Linked DNA regions of Ovis aries: all the other regions are linked to region 1. The links are chromatin contacts, called in public Hi-C maps. All regions are on one chromosome and are shown on one strand. The core of a region is the stretch at or near the end of the contact, and the rest is flanking DNA. Distances in the headings are between cores, read along the strand shown.

Evidence for each region. Hi-C and Micro-C count contacts between places; a contact is called where the count stands out from the background.
Region 2: a Hi-C map of hypothalamus shows a contact between it and region 1, with 7 times the contacts expected there. The contact joins two enhancer-like sites. A contact is called at or near these places in 4 of 16 Hi-C or Micro-C datasets (hypothalamus, liver, skin fibroblasts and 1 more).
Region 3: a Hi-C map of blood shows a contact between it and region 1, with 5 times the contacts expected there. The contact joins two enhancer-like sites. A contact is called at or near these places in 7 of 16 Hi-C or Micro-C datasets (blood, hypothalamus, liver and 3 more).

Annotation. Positions count from the first base shown.
Region 1 is chr5:85,861,088-85,866,196 of ARS-UI_Ramb_v3.0, forward strand. It overlaps LOC121819676 (a long non-coding RNA gene), which reads right to left. Exons shown (of 4, transcript XR_006060029.2): 1 at 2,674-5,109. Among named protein-coding and RNA genes, the nearest start is that of MEF2C, 140 kb to the right of the region's middle. Within about 2 kb of position 3,169, at least 9 of the 54 cell types and tissues checked have an H3K27ac peak or open chromatin away from gene starts, as enhancers often do. A contact at or near this core is called in hypothalamus, where this site is marked.
Region 2 is chr5:85,038,847-85,043,955 of ARS-UI_Ramb_v3.0, forward strand. No RefSeq gene overlaps it. Among named protein-coding and RNA genes, the nearest start is that of TRNAC-GCA, 290 kb to the right of the region's middle. Within about 2 kb of position 3,080, at least 9 of the 54 cell types and tissues checked have an H3K27ac peak or open chromatin away from gene starts, as enhancers often do. A contact at or near this core is called in hypothalamus, where this site is marked.
Region 3 is chr5:85,260,696-85,265,804 of ARS-UI_Ramb_v3.0, forward strand. No RefSeq gene overlaps it. Among named protein-coding and RNA genes, the nearest start is that of TRNAC-GCA, 68 kb to the right of the region's middle. Within about 2 kb of position 2,481, at least 5 of the 54 cell types and tissues checked have an H3K27ac peak or open chromatin away from gene starts, as enhancers often do.

The sequences.
Region 1 (5,109 bases), core at 1,919-4,418:
TATAAAATGTTCATGGGGGCTGTTCTTCAACTTAGTTTTGCAAATATTTTTCTTTTTTAAAAATTTTTCTTCAAGTGTATCTGAACGTGTTCTGATAAGGTATGAATTCACATCCCACAGCAGGCCCTTAGCAGTATGTATGATGTACAAACAAGCCCATATTACTAATAATGAACAAAACAGAGCTATATTCTAATGGCATCTCTGTCAATGAATCCTCTACCCCACTGCATATCAAAGTCAACTTTTTCCTGGTACAATGGAAATCTTCATAGAACAGAAGATGATTACAGAAAAATTAAATTACACTAGGCACACAACAAGAAACTGTGAATCAAACCCATTTCAGAGGTATCTTTGGATACTGAAAGCGCCTTGAAAAATGGAGAAGGTGAAAAATTTTCCTAAGAAACATTGTTTCTAGAATGTAGCTTTATTTATAACTTGAAAATCGGATCTAGAATGGCTTCTTATTGTTGTCTGATATTCTTTGGTTTCATTAGCTCTAAATAGTGTTGATTTAAGAAAATAGAAAAATAGAATTAAGTGTCAAAATAGTAGAATTCGCTATACACCTAATCACCTCTGAAGCATAAGCTTGTTAAACCCTATTTAAAGGACTGTTTATTTTGAATAGAAAATTAGGCCAGTGAAATTGTTTCTTATTCACAAGAAATATGGATGTATGCATATTATGATATTACATGTGGCATTACCATAGTATTACATATATGATGAGTATATATAAAAATATATAAGCCATGGATATCCATGAATATTACAGTGGATTGGTACAGTGTGTGTGTGTGAAGTAAAGGTGGAGACAAGGCTTCTCATTCTGTTCAGGTCTTCCTTAATATATCTCTCCTTAAATTAGCAAGTAAATTAAGGGATGAAGACAGGCCAAACTGTCTTTAGACTGTGTCTGTGTTCCTTTGTCACACATGCCCTCCCTCTGGGCTCACTTTGGAGAGTGTGTGTGTGTGTGTACTTCCTTTCCTGCTTGTTGAGAAGCAAGAAGGAAGGAAGGGATGCCAGGATGGGATTATTGATCAGAAAGGCACATCATTACATGTAAAATGAGATGGAAATATTTGAAATCCTGCTACATGGTTATCTGGGGTGGGGGACTTGTGTGTGGTAGCAGGCAGGCTGGTGGCATAAATCACTTGGGGAGAGGGGAGAGGCTCCCAGCTCTCGGAGTGGCCTCCCTTTCAGCTTCGGTGAAACCTGCAGGGGCTCAATGACATTTGGCTTCAGGGAGTAGATATTCAAGGACACCTGTGTGCATCTGGTTGGAGACAGGAGTGTGTGTGTGTCTGTGTGTGTGTGTAGGAGGGAGTAGGGACGTCATAAAAAAATTCATTGGAAAAAAATACTGATCCTAAAATTCTACCATATCATCAACTGGAGTCAGGCACCCAGGTCACTAACATGTCCAGGTTCCCTCATAGACTGCGGAACAGTATTTCTTTCGATGGTACAATATGGCTTCTTTCGTGTCTTTGGTTCTTTATGGTGCTTCCTTAGAGTGGGGCGAGGCTCTAGCCTCCCCCTCCTCTGTTCTCCATCCCCGAAAACAAACCATTCTACCACTTGAGCCATCTGCCGCAGGTGTAATGGATGGCAGGGGGCCGACCTAACCACACTTCAGTCTCTTCTAGGTCGTCACCGCTCTGCACCAAACAAATGAGTCCTGTTTCGCCACTAGGGTGCCGAGGTGGATGGTGGATGCCGGCCCCCGCCCCTGGCAGCGTTCAGCGCTTAGAAACCAGAGCCAGCTGACAACACACGAAACACACAGGCACAGAGAAAACGCCGAGCCAACGTGCGCTCCCTCCGCCCCCTCCCTCTGTTCTCTGTACCCGTGGAGGACATGAACACAGCCTTTATACATTTTAAAGCCCCTGCGACTTCCTCTGAATTCTTGGTTACTTACGACGGCCTTTCCTACAGCACATAGCCCCTGGTGTGGTGTGTGTGTGTGTGTGTGTGTGTGTGTGTGCGCGCGCGCGCGCGCGCAAATGTGCGTGTGTATTTAAAACGCTTATTGGTAGGTCATCAGCAGCTGATCAGACATAGTAATCCAATAATCTTTTTGAATGCATACAATTTTTCTTTAAAGGTAATTTTTTTTTAAAGAAAAAAGGAAATCTCTCGATTTCCTAAGTCTTGGGGTCCCAGCTTGGGTTCCAGGCAACCACCGAGCTGCGCAGCCTCCGCCTCGCCAAACTTTCCCTTTCCAGGTTTGAGCGAGGCTCAAATGTTCACTTCATGACTGAGCGGGGGCTGCTTTGCACGCGGGTGTGGGAGAGAGGGGAGCCGCGGGGACGCTCAGATAGGGAGGGGACTCGGGTAGCGGGAACACCCCCCCCCCCAACCTCTCCCCACATCCCCCGCCACCCTCGCTTGGAACCCTGGCCGGACGCACAGGGGGCCTCGGGGCCGGAGCCGGGAGTCCAGCCTTGCCAGGCACACAGCACCGTTTTGACCCCGGCCCTCTGCTCGGATCCCTGCCCGCCGCACCTCACCCCGCTCGCCTGCTCGCCCCCACCCCCATTTGTATCCGCCTTCGAGTAGCCCCGGGTCACGGAGCCCGTCTCCTGGGCCTGGGCGATGGGCGGAGGCTGGACCCCGCCAGGAATCGAACTCCGCCGTCCCCCGAGTACTCACCTCGAGTAAGGCCCTGGCAAATGCTGGCCCCGAAGCGTCAAGTTTCCTCTCCCAGCCGCTATGCCAGATCCTCCTCCTGCCTGCTGCTCCTCTCCGAAAGCTCGCCTCTCCCTCTCTCCTCTCTCTCCTCTGTCACACACAAGGATTACTTGTGACTTTTAGAGGCAAAAGCTTGCTTATTCAGAGAGGAGAGGGAGGGGAGAGAGAAGGGAGGCGGGAGGGAGGGGAGAGAGGGGGAGACTGAAGTCGAAGGGGGATGGATGGAGGATGGAGAGGGGGTGGGGAATCGGAGGTAGTGAAGGCGTAGGTAGAGGGGGAGGAGGGAGGGGACGGGTAGGGTGGAGTAACCGAAGATGGGCTGGGATGGGACGGCGAGGAATAAATTGCTCCCCACCCAGCTGCAGTGCGACGCCCCCAGCGTCCCGGGGGAGCCGGTACGTCAGATCGCGGCCGGCTTTAGGCGGGGCGGTACAAAAGCGCCGCGGGACCCCCTTCTCGGGCTTCCACCCCGCCCGAGCGAGCGCCGGAGGCCGCTCCACGCTCCAGCGGTCCTCCGCCCGGACCAGGGTGGCTGTCTAAGGGCTCCAACGCTCCACGCAACTTAGATTTCCTTCCTGGGTTCCTGGCCACCCTCGCCCGCGTCTCAGACCAGAACTAAAAGCTCGCGGAGACCCCCGTGCGTCCTTAGCCTCCGGCGCCCACCTTAACCAGAGCCCCTGGGCCGGGCGCGCTCTCCCCGGCGGCTGCCGCACCGCCCAGGCTCGCTCAGCCTCAGTCAGCCCCGCGGCTCTGCTCACATTTGGGGTACCCCCTCAGCTAGTTATGAAGGAGGTGTATGTCTGTGTGTGTGTGTGTGCGTGCGCGCGCGTGTGTGTGCGCAGCGCGCAAGCTCCAGGCTAGAAAGAAGGTGACATCCGGGCACGAAAAAGTAGCTTCGGTCTCCTGCAGCTTAGAGCCCGGCCACCTAGTCCGGTCACATCCAGTACTTGAGATGACAGTCTGCGTCAAGGACCAAGGCAGGAGCTCACTGGATCATTTCAACTGAGTTTCTATACAACAAGGATTGTTTATAATCAGTACTATTAAATACGAAAATAGGCTTTAAAAAAATAAAGAATAGTTGCAGAGAAAGAAGGGGGTCGTTTTAGCAATGGTCAGGAACCAAGTGGTTGAAATGTTTTGTGTGTTTTTTTTTTGTTTTTTTTTGTTTTTTTTACAAGAGCATTCATGATGGATAAAGGTGGAAGCTTCAGACTGGTACAAAACCAGTTCATTACGTGACGGGATTTTAAAAATAGGAGCATGCTTTTCGACATAGATGACACGTTAGTTCTCTGTTAACTGCATTAAGCTAGCCCCACGGAACGATTACCCGGCCGCTTTCAATGTGCAAACATGGGTATACTACAGAGGGTGTGCACAAGCGTTTGCAGAACTTTGTACACACACACACACACACACACATTTATAAAGAGAAAAACAACACCAGCACCCTAAACTCATAAATACCTATATTTTCTCAAACAACTGTCCCTTAATATGGCAATTTTCCTCTGCATTTCCTTGCTGACCTGTAGATGCAACATTAGAGTTATAGAGTAGGCTACTCGGATCGACATAATTCTGCTTACATTTATCGTGGATGACACGTCATAAAATGCTAGAGGGGGAGGGGAAACCATGAGGGGCGTGGAGATGGCTTTTATTAACAGTTATAGTCTCCCCTCGCTGTTTAATTTAAATAATAGAAATGATGTCACGGTAACCATCCTCCTTCTCCCAGTTCAGCGAAACCACTGGGATGGTTTGGTGAACAATGCATTGTACATTTGGTTAGGGGATGATTATTGCTGTAGAGTTATATAGACTCATCCTGTGGCCTTTAAAAAAAATTGCTGAACATTAACTTATTGGAACATTTGGCATGTTTTAGAGGCCATTGACCTGCCACATCTTCTTCCAGAATAAGGATTATAAAACGCTGTGCCCACCATACTTGTGTTGGAAAATGAAACAAACGAAGCTGTTCTTTAAAAATTGTTAGTTGTAGGCAAACAAAAATATTTCCCATCATCAAAACGAGCCGGTGTGCAGCCTATTAAACAAGGAGCATATTTTACCAATCCGAAATGCAGTTTAAAAAATTCTTTCAGAGAGCGCCGATAGGAGGGGAAATAGGTAACATGGAGCCTCGTTCCCAGCCTGCACCCGCGGGTCGCTGGCCAGGAGCGCGCACTCGGCGCACAACGGTATCTCGGCCCTTGCGCACCCGCGCAGTTTGGGGCTGGGTTTCCGAGAACCAGTGCAATCTCCGTGGACCGCTACCCGTTTAGAAATGGGTATTCGTAGAAGGGGAACGATCCAGGCTATAGTACTAGTGGCATGGTGGAGCTAGAACTCTTTTATTATTATTATTATTAAACAATTGCTTAATAA
Region 2 (5,109 bases), core at 1,830-4,329, 820 kb before region 1:
TTCAGAAAGTCTGCTAGTGCAGCATTAGGTGGGGAACACCTGAGTGAGGACGTTCATTAGGAGATTTCTATAAACCAAATACACTCCTACACATGAAAGGGAGGAAAGGGCTCCCTTGATTTGTGTTTATGAGGTTGCAAATCTTTCCTGCAAGAAAATACAGAAAGACTCTCCCTCTGGTATATAGCATAACTGCCAAAGTCAATTAATTCCATCAATTCCATTAAAAGGAATTAAAATTTCTGAATAAAACCTGGAAAATTCTGACATCTGTATTGATCTAAACATATCTCCTTGGGCATGTGTGTGTGTGTGTGTGTGTGTCTGTGTATCCAGTTAAATTCATCCTAGGATAAAAAATTGGCAAAAAGAGAGATGAAAAATATAATGCTTACAGAGAATTGTTTTCATCAGGATTCAATCCAGATATCTAAAGAATGAGCCAAATTATTTTATCCTGACAGAGACCAAGATTAAATACAAAGATCTTAACATTTTCTGTATAAAAATATTTTTAATCATAATTTGAATTATCTTTTTCTCCAGTTTTATAGATGGAGCTTCTTTCTTTATTTTACTTTATGTGGAAAGGATATAAAAAAAGAAAATTACCTATGAGAGCTTAGTAAAACATATACATTAATCATAATTAGTTGATTTTTGTTTGTTTAAATACTTGTGGATTTCTTGCTTTTCAGTAATTTTGAATATCAAATTCATAGCAGCCTGTGGCCTAAAAAATGATCAACTATACATATTCTAAAGCACCATTTTTCCTAACATAAAGCTACAAACATCTGCACTGATTACAATTAAAAACAGTGTAAAAGATTATCACTCCAATTATAGCTTCTTGTTCTCATCAAAATTCACAACTGTCCTCAGACAGCAATGTGTGTGATGGCCATATGCCTTTTTCTCTAAAATAAAACCTTCTTGAGATTTTTGCCCCCAGTTCTTTACAATGAATATATGCAGTTGTAGTGAATTTATCTTTATCAGAAAAGTAATATCTTATTGAGACATGTTTTTAAAAAATTTTGAAAGTCTATCTTTTCTGTCTCTGTAAATCTTCTTAGAAGAAATGCAGAAAAGCATTAGTATGCCACCTAGCAAAAAAGTTTCTAGTGTTCCAAAATTTTTTGAATGCTCTTTTAAAGGAACATTACTCTCTATGGTTTTCAGTATTATTGATAGTGAGAAGTGTAGAGAAGCTACCGAATTTGAAATACATATTCATTAAATTAATACAAATATTATATTAAAAACTAGAACAATATTTCTCAGAATTTTATAAGTACCTTTTTTGCATATGGAAATAAAACGGAAGTACATTTGTAATAAGTAATAGAAAATGTAAAAAACTGAATACAATTTTTAAATTATTTAAAGTTCAGATAAGAAATTACACAAGAAAATTAAAAATCACAAAACAGTTGAACTGTATTTCTTATTTAGGATCTAATATTGCCATTTAAGGATAAAAAATTCAGGGAGATTATTCAATAATTTTTGTAACATGAGTTTTTCCTCATCATTGTTTAAACTTTGCAAACAAGGAAAAAAGTGAAAACCCAGACTTCTCTTTAAGCAATTTATACTAAAATTTAGTACAAAGTGGGCAAATTAAAGAACATTCTCTTTGGCTTGTTATTTTTAAAGGAGTATTCTTACATTAAGATATCTGCTTATTGCCAAAATCAAATGTTCAAGAAGAATACAACTAAGGCAACACATCCCATAAATCAAAGATTAAATTTCTACTTTTTGAATTTCTAATTTTGCTTATAACTGAATCTTTGAAAGTGAGTACTTTAATACATATGCCAAAAGTAAAGAAAATAACCAATAACATTATTTTCCCTGTGATGTTACTTTAAATGTATGAAAAGTTAAAGTTCCACACCTCTTAAACAAGTACTAAACTCATTTACTACAGTCTTTCAAGTTGGGATGTTTTATTAAAGTATTTATTTTTCCACTGAACACCCTGTCTATAGTTACAACTTGTATTTCTTACTGATCTCCAACCATAATAAAAAATATGTGATTCTCATGCCATGAGGTCTTCATCATTCCTGGTCTATACATGTAGTGCTACAGCCCTCCCTCTTTTTGGTGACTTTAATCCTTGATCCATGACTAACACTATGCAGATACTTGATAAAACAAATTTAGAAATCAGCTTCCTTGCGTCATTAAAAGGCATCTATACCTCACAGCAAAAACATTACAAATCTAATCTTTTCACATTATCCAAGAAGGCAATCCTGTACTGCCAGAGTAGAATGCTTTAAAACGTGTGAATCAATGGGTTCAAAGGCGGAATCCCTTCACATGTGAAACAAATCTATAAAAAGAAAGATAGAAATGTGCGGTTTATGGTAAAGAATCCTCAATGCCAGTTGAAGATTAACTTATTAAAGAAAGTTCAAATACACTCTACATACATATAATGTGACTACGGCCACCTTAATAATAATTTACAAGGATAACAGTGGAAAGCTGTATTTCTGAGAATGACAATAATATCTTAGCCTGTAAAGCTTGGCAAACTGAGGTTCCAAGTGCTGTTGCTCTAGCGGGGCTGAGGGCGGGGGTCAGGGAAGAGCATCAGAGAATAGAACTATTTTAAGTGTTTCCAAGGAGGTGGTTCTTTGACTTTATGCCCAAAGGGGACAATTTATTGAAAAGTGAAAGCCTGTTAGAATCAAGGAAAAAAAAAAAAAGAGGCTTCCATTTTTGGAGAAAATGAAAATCCAAACAGGAATTTTGAAGAGAAGTGGGGGAGAAATTCAAAAAATGGATACGAATAGAAGAAGAATCCTAATTCTAGGACTAGATCCACCCAAACTAAAACGTCACCAACAACTAAAAGGCAGGTTATTCAAACCTCTGAGATATTTTAAAACTAAAATCTTTACATTTTTCAAGCAAAATAGCTCCTTTTTGTCTGAATTCTCTGAATAACTATGGCAATTCCTCCCCTTCCCTTGCCTTGTAGACACTATCTCCATGCGAACAGGAATGCTTTCCTGAGATCAGAGGGTCTTGGGGAACTTCTCATGGAGCCACTAGATGGCATGAAAGCACTGCACTGGGTCGCTCCACCACCGCCGCTGGCGCCCTGGAGGGGTTTATACTCCTGCTGAGAGCTCAGCGTTCAGCCACACAAGATGCATTTTCTTTCAGAGACATCTTTCTGTGTCGCAAGACACTTTTCAGGACACAAAGAGGGTCCTCCACCCTCCCTCCCCCCACGACACTCAGAAAATGTCGAATTAAATTTGGAATAGCGAAAATCATTTCAGTGTTTACTGGGGTTTCCTGAGAACTTTACCTTTGGCTCTTTAGGGGCTAGCCTGCTATTTGTTATGCAGCCTCCCCTACTAGGTAGTGAGGGGCAAAGAGAAGTCCCTTCAGCATCAGCCTGGCGCTCAAACCACTGCACACAAAGTTTTCATATTCTCAGTCATCTTGCTCTCTTTCCTGATTTTTTTTCCCATCAAAAATTCTCTTTGTCTTTCTTCATCTGATATTGTGGAGTCCCTCATTAAGGATTGCAATATGAAAAGCTGGATTTATAACTGCTGTCAGAATGGCGGTTGTCCTCTTAATTCTTTACCAGCCAAGAGGAAATACCTTTGTTCGTCCTTTTCAAATGCGACGCTTTTGCTTCATAGAATGTTTCTGCTTGATCACAAGGTATCTACTAATCTACCCTCCAAACTTGGAGATATAACTTTATAAGGGGTGTATTCCCAGCTTCTTGATATATGATATATACAGAAGGCTTATACCTCCCTGGGCCTCCACAACAGGAACAATTACCATATTCCCCCAGATATTATCACCATCTCGCTTCACAAAATGTCCATTGTAAAAGCTGTTTTGATCTTTTGGATAAGTGCCTTAATTTAAAATAATAGCAAAAAGGTAAAATTAGGCCTCTATGCTCAGCAGGGCATGAATGACAAATCTGCTGTAGTTTGGGGTATATCTTAAAAGATTCCTTTTAAAACCTCTTATAGCAAATTTACATATGATCAAAAACTATATTACACACTGAAAAACTGAACTGCATAATTTATTTCATGTGCTACTGATACAGCTATGTTTATACATATAATGGGTTTTATAATTCAAAATTTGAAAGATTTCTAAAGGCAATTTTTTTTTTTTTTTTTTTTTTTTAGTTTTGAGCGACTGATAAAAAGGTTTCCTTTTTCCCCTGTGTGTTGCCTCTCAGAGGAAGATTATCATTTTCGGATATCCTCTTAGCCCTGATTTCAGTGACTTTGTGAAAACTGGAGATTTTATGGTGACATTCAATTAAAACATCTAGGAATGTTTTAAATAAGGGTTCAATAAAATGTAATCACACTTCTTTAGAAATACAAATATTGGAGATCAAATGGACAACCTGGCAAAGTTACTTCATAGGCAACATTATATCATTTTACCCTGGGTATTTTTAGTTTGTGGGAACGTAAGTTAATTTGTCATGTTAAATAAATGCATGAATTGAGTCCTGTGAGTCATATTTTCAATGGCTCTAATCATTGGTATCATTTAATATCTACACTTTTAGTACAGTCTCCAAAACTCCATTATTATTATTATTACATGAGTTGCTATAAAATAGATATAGGTAGGTAGGTAGATATCTTGAAATAGAAGCCTTACGTGCACATAACTGACTTGCTTTCTTAAGACGCTCTATAGAATTCACAGATAGTCATAAGAGATATAATACAGACTAATGGTTTAATACTTAAAATGAGTGGTTTTATATGCAGATCTAAAACAATTTCTAGAAGTATGATTTCAACTGACTGTGAGCGGCAACTAAGTTTTTTGTGGTATCTAAGTATTTAACGCCAGTGGAGCAGAAAGTCACTTTATGCTTGAAAAGCCACCTGCAGGTATATACATATACGCTTTAGAAACTGCCCGTTCAGTTCTGCTTGATCACTTGCTGAAAAATAATAGCATTACACTGGTTCTGAGAGGGACAATGCACCCATAATGACTGTGTTAATTATTTCAATGAAAGTGTTTTCTAAATTATAAAAAAAAAAATTGGACCCCCATGTGAATAAATGACTA
Region 3 (5,109 bases), core at 1,231-3,730, 600 kb before region 1:
CCATAGACGGCAGCCCGCCAGGCTCCTCCGTCCCTGGGATTCTCCAGGCAAGAACACTGGAGTGGGTTGCCATTTCCTTCTCCAACACATGAAAGTGAAAAGTGAAAGTGAAGTCGCTCAGTCATGCCCGACTCTTAGCGACCCCATGGACTGCAGCCCACCAGGCTCCTCCGTCCATGGGCTTTCCCAGGCAAGAGTACTGGAGTGGGTTGAGATAAAGAGCCTACTATATCTTAATTAATTCATTGATTGATGGACTTGTTTTGGCTGTGCTTGGCCTTCATTGCTACGCAAGGGCTTTCTCTAGCTGCAGAGAACGTGGGCTACTCCTTAGCTGCGGCGCGGGGGCTTGTCACTACAGTCGCTTCTCTTGTTGCACATTATGGGCTCTAACCTGCATGGGCTTCAGCAGCTGTTGCTCCCAGGCTCTAGAGCACAGACTCGGAAGCTGTGGTCCACAGGCTTTGTTGCCCTGAGGCATGTGGGATCTTCCTGGACCAGGGATTGAACTGGTGTCCCTTGCACTGCAAGGTGGATTCTTTAACTTGGACAACCAGGGAAGCCCTCAGCTGCTGTTTTTGGATATTCCAAAATAGCAGTTTTCTTTATCTCTTTTTAAAAGAACTTTTTGAAACGAACCTAATACGCAAAACAAATTATAATTACCTTCCTAGGTTGAGGAGGGTGATAGTGGAAACGAATGAGGAGAGTAATGGAGAGTGGGTCCTTACCAGCGTGAGCCCCACATGCCAGCCTCTGCCACTTGACACCCTGGGTATCCTAGAGCCGTTTGAAAACTTCCTGCTCTGGTCAGGCTGACTAACTTGCTGCTTCAATTGCTTCTTCCCATTAATTTCCTAAAGGTACAGTTCCTGGATGGTTTTTATCACCAGAAAGAATTATCTCTTTAGCAAATGACTAAAAGATTGCAAGTACAGGGTATTTTTGTTTTTATTCCCACATGTTCAGCCATTTTCATATCATTTGCCTCTCAACTAACACTATTAAATATAGTTAAAGAGAATTTCTTTCTCCACAATGGAGGTAGGATTTATTAGAATAATTCATTGTTCCCTAAAGACAGAAATATACATATATTGCAATTGCTGCAAATCACATATGTAGTTACCATCTTTCCTGGTTTGGGATTTTTTTTTTCTCTTCTCTTCTACTGAAGCCCCATTTTGCACAATCAAAACTTAGCAACTTCATTAAATGCATCGCCTGATGCACCTGTTTGGATTCTGGGTATCATTTTCTTTTCTCCAACACATTTTTATTCAAGATGTGCCGAATTTCCCAGAGGCTGTCTGGAGACTTTGAGACATCTGTACCGAGCAGTTTGCTAAAACTAACAAAAAGTATTGAAGCAAAAATCAAACTTTAGGGCATCAATTTAACCATTCCTTTTCAAGTACCCTGGATTGATGGAACATGTCAGCCCTGATACATCCACCATCACTGCTCAGTGCTTAGAATAACTATGAAAGCAGAACTGACTGCACTCTAATGAACGCTGTCATCGGGAGAGGTGTGAAGCCCGTGAAGAGAAAACAAGGCAGGAAATATTGTGGGAAACTTTGACGGGAAAGGAGTGACTAAGAGGAAAACAGACTACGAGGAATACCAAAAATAAATATCACGTATAACACAGTATCATCTACACAAGTGACTATGTATAAGGAGTTAAGCCTATTAGCAAAGAAGAAAGCATCCAGTCAAGGATATAATGATCAAATCTTTAAATTCTCAGCACACAACTCAGTTCTAGGATCCCCATTTTCTGAAGGTTTCCTTTTATCACGTGTAAATGTGCAATGATCGTTTCATTGGTTCTCTCCAATGAGTTTATACATTTAAAGAACCGTGGCCCAACAAAGGAGGTGGAAATACTGGAGTACGCAAAGAGGAGAAAATGTGACTAACAAATGGAAATTCTTTTCCTAATCTCGAGGAACCTCTCAAAAAAGCCAATTTCTGGTCTCACATCAGCTGTTCTGAATCAGATTTTGGTGTTTTTTTTTAAGGCATATTGGGGTAGAGAGAATTCTAAAAAAAAAAAAAAAAAATTAACATACAAGATTGTGACCAGCAGGGGGCAGGATGGCTTTAATATTTACATGAAGAAATATTTAAGAGATGTACAAATGTATTTGCATAGATTCTGCAACAGATTGCAAAAGTGGCTGCAGTTCATCACTCCTCCCTGTATCCTTGCCTTTGATAGTCTGACAGTGAAGCTCCTCCCATCTAGACTCAGAGGTTACGTTCTACCTCTTGAACCTGAGTTTGCTGTATGTTTTGCCTTAGCTACTAGAGTCCAGGAGCAGTGAGGCTGTGAGTTCTGAGCCTATGGCTCAAGAAACCTTGCACATTGCCATTCACTCACTCTTTTTGAACTCTGTTACTACATATGAAACAAGCCCAGCCAAGCATAGCCTGATTGGTGAGTGTGGCCAACCCAAACTGGCCAGAGTCCAGCTGACCAGTTAACTCACTACACTACATGAATGAGTTCAACCAAGATCAGTCAAGCTGGGCTCAGTCCAGAACTGTCCGATCAAGTCACACAGAGTACTAAGCCAAATCAATGTTTACTGTTTTAAGCCACTGTCTTTTGATGTGGTGTGTTAAGAACAATAGTTAAGTGATTCTGTCTCCAAACAAAAGTGTCATTTCATGTCCCTTTTGTCATATAAATGCCCACTGAGTCATTCACTTAGAATTTTTTTCAGTGCCTGTTCGATATTAGCTGTTAGGGCACAGACTATTCAATAAGCATTCACTGAGTATCAACTAGCACTATAATTACTTAGAATGCAAAAATGAGAACAGAAAGGAATACTCTCAAAAAGTTAGTTTTCTGGTAAGTAAAAACAGACATTTGGGGACTGACTGCAAAGAAGCAGCACAGAGGAATTTTAGAAGTGATACAACTAAGAACTGTGGTGTTATACACATAACTCCATTTGTCAAAACTCAACACTGTATGTGTAGAAGTGGCAACCCACTCCAGTACTTTTGCCTGGGAAATCCCATGGACAGAAGAGCCTGGGGGCTACAGCCCATGGAGTCACAAAAGGCAGACATGACTTAGTAACTAAACAACAACAACAACAACACTGTATACCACAGTGACGTTTTCTATATATATATATCGACTAAGACATGAGGGAACCTGGTCTAAGGGTATAACAAATCTGTCCCATAATCACACTGAAGAAGGTGGAGAGAATAAAGGGGCCGACCTGAGTGATTCTGGAAAACCGTCTTTTGATTGATACGGTAAAAATTCAAAAAACAAAGTCACAAATATTGTACTTCTGTATTCTAGATGATAAGTTTTTCTCAGAAGGATATTGAATTAGTAATCCTAAAACTATTTTATGTAAATAATCAGATCGAGCAACTAAGTAAATATATTTGTAGTGTTAAGAGCTATGTTTCTACTGTCAGAGAAATAAGGTATAAATGAAGGGGAAAGATTAGAATGAACTGCTTTCTTCAGTATGCAATACAAATATGATCATATCAGTAATAGTTTATCATCTTTCTTTTTTTAAAAGGTATATACAGATAAAGAGATACAAAAATAAAAGTATGTGTGTGCATAGGTAACTATACATACATATATCTCCTAGCGCTGTGTGTTGAGAAGGCCTAGAAACAGAGACATCTGGTAGGAACTAGCACCCTTAGTATCCAGACCTTGGTTTCTAAATACCATTTCTAATTACAAAGAAGCAAGGATCCTTGGAAAAGTAGTTGATTCCAAGGCTAGGGCACATCAAGTATAAAACAAGTCTGAGGCATTTTGTGGTACTGAAAAATAAATGAAAGGATGGGAACATACAGAAAGGATACGAGCACCAAAATAAAAACATCTCAAATGGCCAAATCTACAAGTTAAACAAAATAAATCAAATAATATTGACTTACAATCCAAAGAATAAGATAAGTATCCTTGACTTAAGATATTTATTTACCTAAAAATATTTACTTACAAATAAATTGTGCTGAAGGGACAACTCCTCTTTACTTATTATAATTAATAAATGTACAGAAATAAAGGAAATGGACAAGCATAACCATTCAAAAACCACAGTAATCATTGCTGCAGGCAAGATCAACTGATGAATGCTAAAATTAGTGGGCAAAGGTTATGGAAAAAATTTGCATAATTTCAAAGTTCCACCTCCCCAAAAATTGTTAATTACAAAGACAAAAATTATAACTATAGTGGAGAAACATGGTAGACACCTCCTTAACCAAGTGACCTAGATTAATATTACCAGTACCAAGACACATCGACACAATGTACCCTCATGCTATGCTCTGAAAAAGGACATACCACCTTATGGTAGTAATGCATGACCTCAGTATAATCATGCAAAAATCACACAAATCAAAATTAAGGAACATTCTCCAAAACACTACACCAGTACCTTTTAAAATTCAAGTTCATAAGAATCAAGGAAAAACTGAGGAATTATCACAGACTGGTGGAGACCAAGGTATTAAGACAACTCAAGTCAATGTGGAATTCTGGATTAGATTGCAGAAGAAAAAACCATTAGTAAGAAAACCAATACAATCCAAATTAACTCTCTTATTTAGTGAAGAGTATTGTATTAATATAAAATTTATTCATTTTTCCAACTCTGCTCTGGTATTTTTACTTCAGAGGAAATGTGGATGATGGATATAGGAAAACTTGTTATACTATTTTGCAACTTTTCCAGAAGTCCAAGATTATCTCAAAATAAGAGGTTGAAGACACATCTCCTAATTAATTCTGTTTAGTAGTAGATACTACTAATAAAGTTTAGAGCATGTCTATGGTTTTATACACACCAAGTTCAAGCAGGTGGATTTTTAACATATATTTATTTATATCATTTCAGATTACCGAATACATCAATAGAATTTGGACCAGCTTGACAGGTTAGTTGGGTCACCTAAATAATGCAGTGTCTCCATTTAATCATTACATTATATAGATGCTGATAAAAATATTTAGTTTTACCAATATTTAGTGTTCAGTTCAGTTCAGTTCAGTTCAGTTCAGTCACTCTGTCATGTCTGACTCTTTGCGACCCCATGAACTGC